3 separate regions of the Danio rerio genome follow, and regions 1 and 2 are each linked to region 3. A link is a contact called in public HiChIP or PLAC-seq data. All regions are on one chromosome and are shown on one strand. The core of a region is the stretch at or near the end of the contact, and the rest is flanking DNA. Distances in the headings are between cores, read along the strand shown.

Region 1 (4,457 bases), core at 1,223-3,722, 180 kb after region 3:
CTCACAGAAATATTTATTTTAATACTTCAGTTTCTAATACTTAAATAAATAAGTGTTTTCTCCCCCAAAAAGATCAACTCACTTTATAGAAAAAGCTCTGGTTTCTGAGAACCCTTCCCCTTTAATCATCATCGACCAATGCTTGTACAGTTAAACTGCAGAATGATTAAGATAATTCGAAAATTAAACAGTTTAATAAACCAAATGGTTGTGTAGAGACAATGTGAAATCAGCTGACAATTGTGTTACAACACAGTTCTTTTGAGCAGCTGAACTGGTTTGGTTTTAAGTTTCTTCATTGTTTTGAAGAAAGCGCCTCCCTCTGTCACAGCACCTGCCTGGAGCTTCACGAGCTGTTTGCGTCCTTTAGACAAACTTTCCAACAACTTGGCTTTTTACATGAGCTCTTACGTGCTTTCAATTTAAATTTAATCTCTAATATATAACTAAAGACGATCATCTATAATACATCATAATCATCTATAATACATTTAGAAAGCACAAGTTACGATAAGATGAAATGTGTTTTCATAATGCAAGTGCAAACGAACGTATGTAAATTCTGCACAGCCGTTAAACTGGAAATAACCATCGACTCAAAAACTCAAAGATAAAGAGAAATTTTATACCAAGGCTTTAAATTCCTTGAAGAAAAATGAACAGTCCAGCTGTCCGGTTGGGAAACCCGCTGTTTTCTGCTGCAGCGTTATTTCATGTCAGGTGCAGCGATGCGCAGCGTTCAGTAACCGCCGGCCACAGGCTGTCAGTAGCTGCGCATATTATTTGTCTCCTCTACCAGTTAATCGACAAGCCCCGCCTTCTGAACAGCTTGCCCCCATCACTAGCCAATCCGAGTCTGAGAAGCTATATAGAAGCAGTCTGTAATTGGACAGCTCAGATGTCATTCTAATACCCTAGCAATCGTGGAACAGTGACAAGTGTTGCTGGAAATCATAGAGGGAAAACAGCGCAATAATTTAGCCATCTGTAAAAACTGACTTAACGAGAGAACTATTTTAGGAGGATAATGAGATTTTTCAAAAAAATGTGTTGTTTTATGAGATTTGTTGCAATGAAATATTGTCCAGTGCTGCTTAACTGATGGAGTCTGATTCATTTCCGCGAATCGGTTCTTTTAAACGGTTCGTTTTAAAGAAGTGGTTCAATATCGATTCAGATACTCCTTTGCACCCGGGGCAATAAATTAAATTAACATGCTTTAATGGTGCTAAATCTAATAAAATGTATTTTATATGTACAGGTTTGAATAAAATCGATTTATTTTTACATAAAATTCCTGCACTGGATAACAAAGGAACATTATTTTACATATATTCTGATACTTAATTGTAAACATTAAAGGCAAATTGAAATATTTAAATACTCGTATTCCATATGCTTTCTATGACTATGAATGCAAATCTGATATTGAACGTTGACTAATTTATGCTAATATATCTTGTTTTTTAAAGTTTTTAATGTTCCAGTTCCATGATCCAGCGTAAACATATTAATGTAACCGGCAATAAAAATGAATATTGCAGTTTAATCGGTCTTTTGTATTTCATTTGTCATTTAATTTCACTGGGGCTCCGGCTCTGTGTTCCCCATATATTGTGATTTCAAACTAATTTGATGAGAGACAGTGAAAAATCATTTCAATTTACAAATTATATTTCCGATCTTTAAAAAAAAATGGTGAGTGAAGAACATTTTGACTGAATTTTTAAATAGATAAGTAAAACAATGTAAGCAATTAAAACAAGCCAAAACGGTCCACGGTGTTAGTGTTGTCAGACAGAATATTCTTCTAAGACTACTTCAAAATACTACAGCCTAGACTGACCATCTTTTTTATACTACTTGAATGTCTAATGATGTTCTTTTTAAAATAACATTTTCTTAAGTTTAGTCAGAACTTAAATTATAACCGTGTAGTAATTATTCGTAAAATTAATACATGGTGATGATGTTACTCCAAAACTAGTTCAGTCGACTCAATGAAAAGATCCGACTCCAAAAGAACGATTCGTTCGGACATGTGTAATTATTACATTCTGCCTCTGCGTCACCAGGAGACACTGCAGTAGCAAAACGATCCGTCTTCAGCGCTCCGCATTAACCAAACAAATAGCTATATAAAAACATGCACAGAATCTGTCCAACCATAACATTCGTGTCTAAAATAGCCTGCAGAATCACCACGTAGCGAATAAAACCTGCATCACATTTAACGCAAGTGTCGAGTTCACTCGTTCAGCCTCCGCAAGAGCAAAACGTAAGCATAAAAAAGAGGAACAGACAGAACAATAACTCACTCTTTGCTCCATCTCCGTGCTGCCACTGAGCGCTTCATGGGTTCCACTACCGGACATGATCACCGGGCCGGGGGCTCGATATGCTGCCGGTGAGAAGCTGCTGCTCTGCTCGGTTCAGTGCGCGCAGATGAGCGCGTTAACTCATTCTGCTCCTGACCAGACTTTAACTGCAATCCGCAAACGTCTAAGAGGCAAGTTTTAAAAGTGTAAAACACAGTTCTGATCACCTTAATGTTTTCTCAAGTGCAGAGCCTTCCCAAACGCTTCCCACTGGGGAAGAAAACACCCTGGAATAGAAACATGTTTGTTATTTGCATGAAACATGGATACTACCTGGCATATAATATAAAAAGCAGAATTATGGGACAGAAAATGTCACATATATAATTTATATACAAAGAAATACATTGGTACAGTTGCACTTAATGTGTACAAACAATAAAAGTAAAGAACAGAATGTACAGCAACAGGAACTCCCTCTTGATACACAAATCACCAGAGCAGCTAGACCTTTCAGATTGGCTGGCAATAAAGACACACAGCATCCAAGCAGATCTTAAATGCTGAAACCATCCAAAAAGGAACGAGTTTGTCAGGCTTTTTAGTTTTATTATTGTTAAACTTTAAAACACATACACAACAGAACAAACAAATTGATTTATACACTTTTTTTTCTCCACAGGAACAGTAGCTACAACCCATTTCTATCTTTAAGACACCATAGCTCTGTTGTCATATTCATATTATATCAGATTGTGCAAAAGATCTTGCTTAAAATAATACAGTGACAAGACAAACATCCAAAAATGCTGTTCCATTAATGTTAATGTATTTACAAACATGAACTAACAGTCAACAATAGTTCATCCATCTCTGTTAACGTTAGCAAAAACTTAATACACCTCAAAGGGACTTTGACATTAGTTAATAAAAATAAAGTTGTTTGTTGACATTTTGTTTACTCAGTGCTTTCACTAATGTTAACAAGCAAACTTTGCATTTATTAAACCATTACTAAATGATTAGCTCTCACTAATAAATGCTGTACAAGTATTGTTCACGTTAGTAAATACATTTATTAAATGGAAACATTAAAGTGTGACCCCAAAGACAAGTATAAAAGCAGTTCCCTTATTAAAAGTTATCACCATTACATGACAATATTCTCTTTTTTCCCCAATGTGTGCTTGTCAGTTGTTGGAAACAAAATAAATAAACCAACTACACACAATAAAAATGAAAGAAAGAAAATGAAGGTGTACAACAGGGGTGTCCAAACTCGGTCCAGGAGGGCCGGTGTCCAGCTGATTTTAGCTCCAACTTGCCTCAACACACCTGCAAGGATGTTTCGAGAAAGCCTAGTAAGAGCTTGATTAGCTAGCCCAGGGGTCTCTGATTGGGGTTAGAACTAAACTTTGTAGGACACTGTCCCTCCAGGACAGAGATTGGACATTTCTGGTGTACAACAAACTAAAATGAATCAATTAAAGGAAGAACTGAACTTAATGACATTCTAAAAATACAAAGAAATTAAAAGAAAAGTGTGTGTGTGTGTGTGTCTGGTTTCAAGTAGTAAAATGTGCAATTCTGCATTTCACCTCTAAGTGAAAAGTACTCACATTTTCACAAACAACACTCTAAAATAAAATCATAATAAGCAATAATAAAAGGTTAATATGCTGGTCTAAATACTGTATATAAAATATGAAAGCCGCGTGTCCCTTTTGCTGAGAACAAAACAAACCCAGATTGAATATTTTCACATATAGTGGGAACTGCAGAAGTCAATAAATAGGCAGCTTTCAAATGATTAGCTTGTTATATTAAAGGTCTTCTTTTGTTTGGAAGAAAGAATAACTTGATCTGTTCTCTGTAGCTGTCGATAAACAATGAATGACCATGCAATGACTTTGAACTCGAAGCTTATTGGTTATGTGTGATTGGCTGCTGGCGTTAAAATGGAGGGGAACATTAAAACCCTGGCCTTCATGAAAGACAGGTCAGGGAGAAGTGAGATGACCTTTGCTGCTTCTTCGCTCATCTCTTCATCTGTTTCTGGTTTCCTGTCAACAGACACAGAAAGAATGAGAATTGACTCATTTATGGTCACACCCCATTTTAACCTTTTGAGCTGTGAAC
Region 2 (4,717 bases), core at 1,933-4,432, 220 kb after region 3:
ATGCTGCCGCAATGATCAGAAAATCAATTCCTCTGAGAATTTTGAGGGTGTTGAAGAAACACCAGAAGAGGAGCTGGACGAAGTACTTAAGCCGCAAAGAATCAACCTAAAAAATAGATTTGACCTGATTGTCTACCGAACACATGAGGAGGCTTTGCAGATGTGCCAAGACCGCTGCCTTCCCGTGGCCTTTCCTTGCATGATACAAAACTGTGACTCTGTTGTCGTAAGCATGCATAGTTTGAATCGACATTACATTAATGTTCACAGGTTTAAACGCAAACAGCTGACGGAAAATAAGGACAAATTATGTTTCACTGCTGAACAGTTGGAGGAGATCATACAAAAGAAGTCTGCTGTGTCTGCTATACCTGATTTAACAAGGATTCCAAATGGCGTTCTCAAGATGGAGTATCAGTCTGAGCCTGCCACTCCAGGTGGCCCGTCTCAACCAATGAGCCTCCATTCGATCAAAACAGATTCAAAGGAGAAAGAAGGGATTGAGTTTTCAGAAGAGCCGCTCCCTGACAGAAGTTTGCTCATTGAAGCTGAGGATTTGCTCTATGGCTCCCCAAAGTCAAGCGGGAACCCCGAGAAGCCTGTTTCTGAAGAGAGTCTCAACCACAAAGATGAGCCAGAATCTGAATTAACAGCACCTCCCCTCATACGCCCCCCACCACTTGACCTCTCTCCACCTGCTACACTTAGAATCACAGTTGATGAAAGTTCATTTGAAGCTTCTGGTAAAGACAGTAAATCTATTAATATTCCTTCTAGTGTTTCCATATCGGTCCCCACCCCAACTCGGCAGCCCCTCAGACGAAAGAATGAGCTCTCTGAACCACCACTACCACCAGTCCCTCTTTCTCCAGTCCCAATGGATCCTGTAGAGCACAGTCTATCCCCAAGGGCTTTTGACATTGCAGCATACAAACCTATGGGCTTCGAGTCATCATTCTTGAAGTTCATTAAAGACAAGGATGAGGAGATCAAACTTGAAAAACCATGGACTGCAGTAGTTTCTAATCCTTGCCTCAAGCCTGATCCAAATCGCCGGCGAGATTGTTTCAGACGAAATTGCTCAGTCAAGGAGAACACTGAAAGTGGAGCCCCCATTTCTCGAAGCCGCAGGTTTCGGTCATCCCCTTTGAGGCATCTGATTTCTAAAGGAGAGTGTACCTCTATTCAGAATCTCCGTATGATTTTAGAGAGAGCTTTAGGGGGGTGTGGCGACCAAGCTATAAAACAGCTACAGTTCCTGAAGCCTGTGGTGGTTCTAGAGAGGCCAAAGTCCTTTGCCTCCATTTTCGATCTCTTGCCCTCTGAAACTAAAGTATAAGCCTCTGCTGGGCACCAAGACGGTTAACTCTTGCCCACTTTTTTTATTTGAGAGACTTTCATAGTATTTTTTTATATCATTGATACAATTTTGGTTCTTTGCTGCCAAGGTTAGGTACCTTGATTGTTAAGTTGTGAATGTTTATATCTGTAAATAAGGTCAAATAAAAAAATGAACAACAAATAATTTCAAAAATGCATGTTCTGTTACTTATTGCATACACAATACACATTTACACTTCTGTAACAAAAGTAATTTTAATTGATTTCACAATCTGGGGTGGTTTATATACACTGATAAAAGAAATGTATAGAGTTAGAATTGCAAATCAAATTTATTTGTGAAACAGATCTAACAAGTACAGCATTGCATAAAATATGTTTGGAATCCTTAGACCTTCATCCTCAAATGGCAAGCCCAAAAACACTAACTATGCAGTAAATGGTTTTATTCTCCCATCGTACTGTGCAGCTCCCTGTGCAAAAAAAACAACAAAAAGAAAAAGAAAAAAAGACCATTTCAATAAATTATTTTCATGCTTGGATTACAATTGTTATTGGAAATGTTGGCGTCTAAAATTCTGATCAATTATACAAATAGCCTTACCATCTGTAGTGTTGTCCCAGAAACACGAGCTGGCAGTGTGTAAACCTGCCCCATTTTTTTGCAATATGATGCATGTCACTGTTTGAACAAACAGAAAACCATGGATTTGGTTCAGGTCCTTTACATAATAACTTATCTAAATATGGTTACCATACCTATGTACTTGAAAGGTTTTCCTAATTTAGTTAGCTGACTCAAGCTTAATTCTGCAATGCTTGACATCCACTGATTAATTTTTTCGTGCTGGTATGAATTGTTTCCAATGGTGGTTTCAACAGTCTGTCATCAAAAGATGTCACAATATTAGGGATTTTTGAAACGTAACATTTACACTTACACGTGCAACAAAAGTTATTACATTTACCCCGGTTTCACAAACAAGGTTTAAGGCTAGTCAAGATTAAATTGCTTGTTTGAGCTTTCTCAACTCAAAATAACTTGCAGTCAGATGTCTTAAAATACGTCAGTGTCTTTTTTTGTCTCCAGGTGCACACCAGTGATATATTTTTCTAAGGCCATTTTTATAAATGTGGCTTAAATAGCCTAATTGAACTAAGCCTTCATCCTGGCTTAATCTAAGCCCTGTTTGTGAAACTAGGCCTTAAAGTTTAGGATTGACTTTAGCCACACACACACACACACACACACACACAAATATATATATATATATATATATATATATATATATATATATATATATATATATATATATATATAGATATGTATGTATGTATGTATATATAGATATATAGATATGTATGTATGTATATATATATATATATAGATATATAGATATATAGATATGTATGTGTATATATATATATATATATATATATATATATATATATATATATATATATATATATATATATATAGATATGTATGTGTGTATATATATATATATATATATATATATATATATATATATATATATATATATATATATATATATATATATATATATATATATATATAAATTGAAATGACATGCGCTTACCTCTTTGATAATAGTGGTAATCTCGTCCACAACAAATGTAGTCTGGAGAATAAATACGTAAGCTAGTTAACGCCTGTACGCAATAGTTATGGCATACAGAACCATGTAAATGTTTTAAATATAGGCCTACAAATATATAGAAGTAGAAATTACAATACGTGTACATAAAACTTTCTTTTTTTCCCTTTTTTTTAAGTATCTGACTTAATCACCTCTTCAGATTGATCCTCGTCCATTGCGCCACTTCTCTGAATGTTTTGTAGTTTCTACGGAGACAAGACTATTGTCATTCCCTCCCTAGATAGTAATCACGGCTTCTAACAACTCGTTGCTACCAAGAAACGGTTTGTTGTCAACCAGGAGTCTTAACAATTTTTAGTTTTGTATTTAAATTTGAACAAGCACACCCAGAAATACACGTATTATAAGATGTCTTATGAATTTAAGTTTTAATCTCTTAGTTGGCTTTATTCGTTTCGTTTAGCGTTTGACATTTAATTAATTGTAGTGTCATATTTAAACGAATATATTGCATATCTGTAGTTGTTTCTATAAATCAAACCGGTTTATCAAACTACAAAATCATTTCATAAATTATAAAAATATAAAAAAATATGTAGAACTACCATAGGGACCAGTTTCATCCGCGTGTTGTGTTTGGTCGAACACAGTTTGGGGTTACACACATTTCACATGAATGGGTAAAGGAAGTGATCGAGCAATGAGTTTACATTATTTTTGCATCTCTACATGTAGTGTTTCAGTATATTGACACGGTTTCCTAAGTTACAAACATCGTGTTGTTAGCTGTGGGTAGGTAGGAAGATTATTGTCTGTCTTGAATGATCAGGATCTGCTGTAATACTGCACACCGCCGGGATAGTTAACAGTAGCAACAAATAACTGTCGAGACGTCACAATGCTCCGGGAAATTCTTGCATTATCAGTTGAAGACAAGATATTTTACGCTGTCCTGTTTTTCTCATGGACGGTGTATGTTTGGGAGGCCTACCTCGCCTATAGACAGGTTAGCTTGTGCTTGTTTTGTTCTAGGTTGTGATTGTGGAAAGTCAACAAATGTTTTTCACTTCTGATTCGCTTATTTGTATTTTTGTATTCAAATTCCCGTCAGTGTATAGTCTGTGAAATTGAACTTTGATGCACTAAAATGCTGAGCTAAACCTAAACTGTGTGTAAAAACTTATCTAGACTTGTTTATTTGTTGACAGAGAAAGATCTACAGGGCTACAGTTCATGTGCCCACTGAGCTGGGCAAGATTATGGATTCAGAGACCTTTGAAAAGTCTCGCCTCTATCAGCTGGACAAGAGTAACTTTGGCTTCTGGTCTGGATTATACTCTGAGTTTGAAGGCACGGTGAGCATGAACCCTCCTCCACAGAAATGTATTTATTCATTCTTTTTTCGGCTTAGTCCATTTATTTATCAGGGGTCACCACAGCAGACGGAACCGCCAACTTATCCAGTATATGTTTTACACAGCAGATATCCTCCCAGCTGCAACCCGCCACTGGGAAACACCCATACACACTCATTCACAGACATACACTATGGCCAATTTTAGCTTATTCAATTCACCTATAGTTCATGTCTTTGGACCTGTGGGGGAAACCGGAGCACTCGGAGGAAACTCACACCAACACAGGGAGAATATGCAAACTCCACACAAAAACGCCAACTGACCCAGCCGAGGCTCAAACCAGCGACCTTCTTGCTGTGAGGCGACAGGGCTACCCACTGCCTCACCACGCTACCC
Region 3 (4,350 bases), core at 1,556-4,055:
ACAAAACAAAAAAAAAAAAAAAAAAAAACCCACAGTCAATTAATCAGACTAAATGTTGATTCATTTCGCATTAATTACTTAATTTGAATTTATTTAATAGTTTTACATGGAGAGAATTGACTAGTGTCTAACAGATATGAGGTTGAAATGAGGGCCTGTTGAAGCAGGTCTGGATTATTCTAGAATTTCACTCTTCACCATTTGCAATATGATACTGGGTTATTAAAATATTTCAAAACTGTATTTACCAGTGTGACAGCACTGTGATGGTTAAGACCAAAGGTTATGTGATTTAAAGGTTAAATATGTTTTTCAAAGCTATCAGATGCATAGATAGCTAAATGTTACGTTAGTTTTAGAAATAATAAACAATTAAGATACAAATAAAATACAAGTTTAAATAAACATGTTACCCACTATCAAATATATAAAATAAATAGTATTTAATTGTATTTCCTGGAAATACCACTTTTAGTAAATACATTAAATTGATAGTGAAATTAAATTGTATGTACATGAGATGACACTGAGTTATTAATTATCACCAATAAGCTTCAGAAAAAGGTCTGGAGTTATGCTCAATTTACCATGAATCATTCTTTTGAAATGGTTCACCTAGTAAAATGAAAAAAAAAATCAGAAAGAGCAACACTGATTTATAAGTTATCCAAACCTCCCAATGAGCCAATATGGTGTATATAATCTTTCATTTATTCCAACAAGGACTGAAATGAGGAAACCCTTAATATGCTTTAAAAAATGTGTTTTATATTATATTACATCATATTACTTTATAATTAACAATTACTTTTTAAATTACCATCAGTATTTCAACTTTTATTTTTAACAAACATGATTTACACTTTTAAATTAAAATCAAACTTTATTATAGTATTTTACTAAAGCAATTTCTATTAATATGCATTACAGTATTGTACGGGTGAACCACACTGGACATTTTTTAGAAACACCAGTCTCACTGTACACAATGCAATAGAAAAAGCCTGAGGGACAGAGAGAAAGAAAATACAAGAAAGTCAAGAAGGAAGGCAGGTTCAGACACATATATAAAATAAATTCTATAATTTATATAAAAAAAAAATATATATATATATATAATTTTCCATCCAAAATACAAGTGGGGATAAAAACTCAATCTAACAATCTAACTACAGTTGTTCAAACGAATCAAAAAGCACCTATGAACTGACAGCTCCTCTCCGCTGTGTTATGGAGAAGAGTGTTTGCTGTTGTTCTGTTCTGGGACATCACATGAAGAAGCAACATTATCCTCAGCTCCTTTGTCAGGCGGTTTGTAATGAGCCTGTAATGAGTTCATGTAAAATGCAGAGGGAGATCATCTATCTCACCCTAAGCAGGGGTCCTCACAGCTCTAAACTGACACAGACGCCCTATTTCGCCCTCTCAATAGGAGGTAGTCAAAGACACAAAAATTATAGAAGTGTTTATGATACAGCTGCTCTTGGATGCGTTTTCAAACAGAATCAAGTTGGTATTAATTATATGGCTAATAAACTGTCTAAAAATTCTCCAACAGAAAATAAATATTTTCCATTAAAAAAAAAAAAGAATTGTCAAAATGAAATAAGCCCTTTTAATAGAAGCTACAAAAGCCTACTTTAGATAGTTTAACATTATTGCCAAATTTTTTCACAAAGAGAGAGATAATGCCTTACTGAAAAAACAAACAAAAATGAGTACGATTTATATATAAAACTAAGAAATGAATGATCAGCCAACCCCTAAATCAATCAATCAATCAATCAATCAACGCTGTTTGTTTAACAGGACCATTCATTAATCAAATTTCATCTTTAATGAAGAACTGCAGTTAAATGTCAGGCCAAGGACATTATCTGTTTTTTTACAATTTTTTTTAAGGGTAAAGTTATTTTAACAATATCATACATTAATTACAAGTATATGTTATAATACCTTTTGAAATGAACCATGATTCAATAATAGCAAATGTGATAGTATGTTTTCACCACATTAATCACTGCACCATTTGTATAACAAATGCTTAAATAGTGGTCAGTGAAGCAAAATCATGAAACATTTGTGGTTTTTCTCATTTTTAGTTTTGTTTGTAGGCAAAAACATGAATGACGTTCGTTGTAAATGGTTTATAAAAAGGTACAAATAGCAAAGTCTAAAATACAACTTTTATATGAGACCAACCACTTATCTACTTACTTACTAATGTTTTCCAAGATCTTTTACAGCTACAAAACACAAGCCAGTACAGAATTCAATCAAGCCGACAACAGTGAACCCTGTCTGGACAACGTATGGGGGAGAAGTCGATACAGTAGATTCCGAAACATCTGACTTCTGCATGTTTCCATTTTCGATAACGGAAAAATAATGTTTTACAGATTACAAAATTAAAAGACCACATACATACAGTACATACAGGATTCGCCACTATTAAACACTCCACATAATGCACAGGATGCTTTGACTGTCTCATCAATAGACTTACCGATAAGTTTACAATAATGTGTTGATCCCCTGCTAACGTTACTTGAACTGATGCCGCAGGTGCAGAGTTTTTGTTGTCAGACGACTGCATATAAATATAACTTTAGGAAAAATGCACAAATAAAAAATGTAAATGTAACTAAATTTAACTAAAACATGTTCTCACGATATGTTAAAATATTAGCAGTCGCTAACTTCAGACATGTTCATGATTTCAAGTGTGTCTAAGCAACGGACGCAGCTGTAATCTCCATAGCTTTTACTTTTTCTCCTGCGTTGTTTTCCAAATATTACGGTAAACTCCAATATCTTCCGGGTTGTTCCTTCAGTCAGGATCGGGATTTGTGTGCGTAGACTAAATGCATGAGTTATAAAAATCCCAAGGAACACCACATATTAAGGTTTTTACGGGGAATGTTTTTGATTATTTTTGTGTAATGCTCCGTTAACCAAATTGCACGTTCACATTTTTTAAATAATTAAAAGTAAACCATTAAATCAGTAACTGCTTTATTACGTTTTTAGTTTTAAGTGCAAATAATGTTTCTAACACAATTTAATTAGAAAGAACAGAATTGCAAACTTAAATCGGAGGTCCCCTTGGACTCATGGTAGAGGCATCTGTTAGTTTGTGATTTACTATACTTGCTTATAGGAACTGTAGTTTTTATCTTAACAACATGAACGCCTGTATGATAACTAAAAACTACATTTCCCAGGAGGCACTTGTAACGCAGGTGCAACGGCAACTTGTTGCCTCGTGAGGAAAATAGGGGTGACCTCCGCAATCAGAGTAGTGGGAGAGCAGCTGTCATTCGTAACCAGCAGAAAATGGTAGGAAAATTTCATATTGCAACTAATGTTTTAAAACAATTTCACGTTTTGTTGTTAATACGTTATCATGCTTATGGAAACTGCGAGGTTAACGTCAAAGCTTTGAGTCGAATAATACCAGGAGCTATTTTCTTTATGTTTGTGCTGTTAAATTACAAAGACTTGTATAATGATCATTTAATCACTTATTATAAGACAATAAGAGTCATGCACTTTTGTATTCATGTGGTATTTTATTAAATCGTTCGTAATTTTAAATTGCATTCACAGTCTATTCAGTGTACAAGTCTTAATTATTAATTCAAAATATGATTAATTTGCAACAGATGAGTGAAAGCAGCGGAGAAAGTGAGTTAATTGAAGAACTGAGTAAATGTCTCTCGGTTTAAAAATATCCCACTCAGCACGTCATTCTGAGGTCTGGCAGAGTTTGCCAGGACTATTTATATGTTCTAACACCATGAGCTTCCTGCTCATCTCTACTGGCTGAATGTTGTCATATATAACTCTTTTCTTTGTTCACATTAGTTGTTCATAATTATTTTCCTTTTTTGTTATAGTCTGAGCCTATTAGAGTCTTGGTGACCGGTGCCGCAGGACAGATCGCATACTCTCTGCTGTACGGCATTGCAAAGGGAGATGTCTTCGGTAAAGATCAGGTAGAAGCAGGATTTGGCTTAGGCAATGGCCCGTCACAACCAATTAAACACTGTTGTGTCATTCAGCATGTGGTTTGACTTATTCCAAGAATAAGCTCCATATATGTCTGACAAACACCTGATGAGATTATTTCATGTGTCATTTATTGTTGCATTTATGCAAGGCACACTCTTATGATCAGTTTCTCTCTCTCTCTCTCTCTTTAGCCTCTCGTTTTGCTTCTGCTGGACATCACTCCCATGTTGCCTGTGCTGGAGGGTGTTGTTATGGAGCTGCAGGACTGCGCCCTTCCACTTCTGAGAGGTACACGCATACAGTAGAATGAGTGTTATGAGGCCCTGTGTTTTCTAA

The links. HiChIP or PLAC-seq counts read pairs in DNA pulled down with a chosen protein or histone mark.
Region 1: a contact with region 3 is called in an H3K4me3 HiChIP or PLAC-seq map of embryo, with 5 times the contacts expected there. The contact joins the promoter of abch1 here to the promoter of mdh1ab in region 3. A contact is called at or near these places in 1 of 18 Hi-C or Micro-C datasets (caudal fin) and 3 of 4 datasets of contacts at active chromatin or transcription factors (caudal fin, embryo and gastrula embryo).
Region 2: a contact with region 3 is called in an H3K4me3 HiChIP or PLAC-seq map of gastrula embryo, with 2.9 times the contacts expected there. The contact joins the promoter of dynlt1a here to the promoter of mdh1ab in region 3. A contact is called at or near these places in 2 of 18 Hi-C or Micro-C datasets (caudal fin and hematopoietic stem cells) and 2 of 4 datasets of contacts at active chromatin or transcription factors (embryo and gastrula embryo).

Annotation. Positions count from the first base shown.
Region 1 is chr17:25,944,869-25,949,325 of GRCz12tu, forward strand. abch1 (ATP-binding cassette, sub-family H, member 1) reads right to left here and starts at 2,473. Exons shown (of 21, transcript XR_012393396.1): 1 at 2,319-2,473. aftphb (aftiphilin b) reads right to left here. Exons shown (of 10, transcript XR_012393394.1): 10 at 2,917-4,381.
Region 2 is chr17:25,985,375-25,990,091 of GRCz12tu, forward strand. It overlaps dynlt1a (dynein light chain Tctex-type 1a), which reads right to left and starts at 3,183. Exons shown (of 5, transcript NM_001423210.1): 1 at 3,155-3,183; 2 at 2,943-2,984; 3 at 2,101-2,224; 4 at 1,946-2,023; 5 at 1,655-1,814. The coding sequence starts at 3,178. The coding sequence ends at 1,744. zmpste24 (zinc metallopeptidase, STE24 homolog) reads left to right here and starts at 3,654. Exons shown (of 10, transcript NM_199892.1): 1 at 3,654-3,969; 2 at 4,172-4,318. The coding sequence starts at 3,862. rlf (RLF zinc finger) reads left to right here. Exons shown (of 8, transcript XM_685832.11): 8 at 1-1,534. The coding sequence ends at 1,339.
Region 3 is chr17:25,763,344-25,767,693 of GRCz12tu, forward strand. It overlaps mdh1ab (malate dehydrogenase 1Ab, NAD (soluble)), which reads left to right and starts at 2,806. Exons shown (of 10, transcript NM_001355553.1): 1 at 2,806-2,851; 2 at 3,225-3,339; 3 at 3,900-3,998; 4 at 4,206-4,302. The coding sequence starts at 3,337. All of the region lies in intron 2 of wdpcp (WD repeat containing planar cell polarity effector), which reads right to left.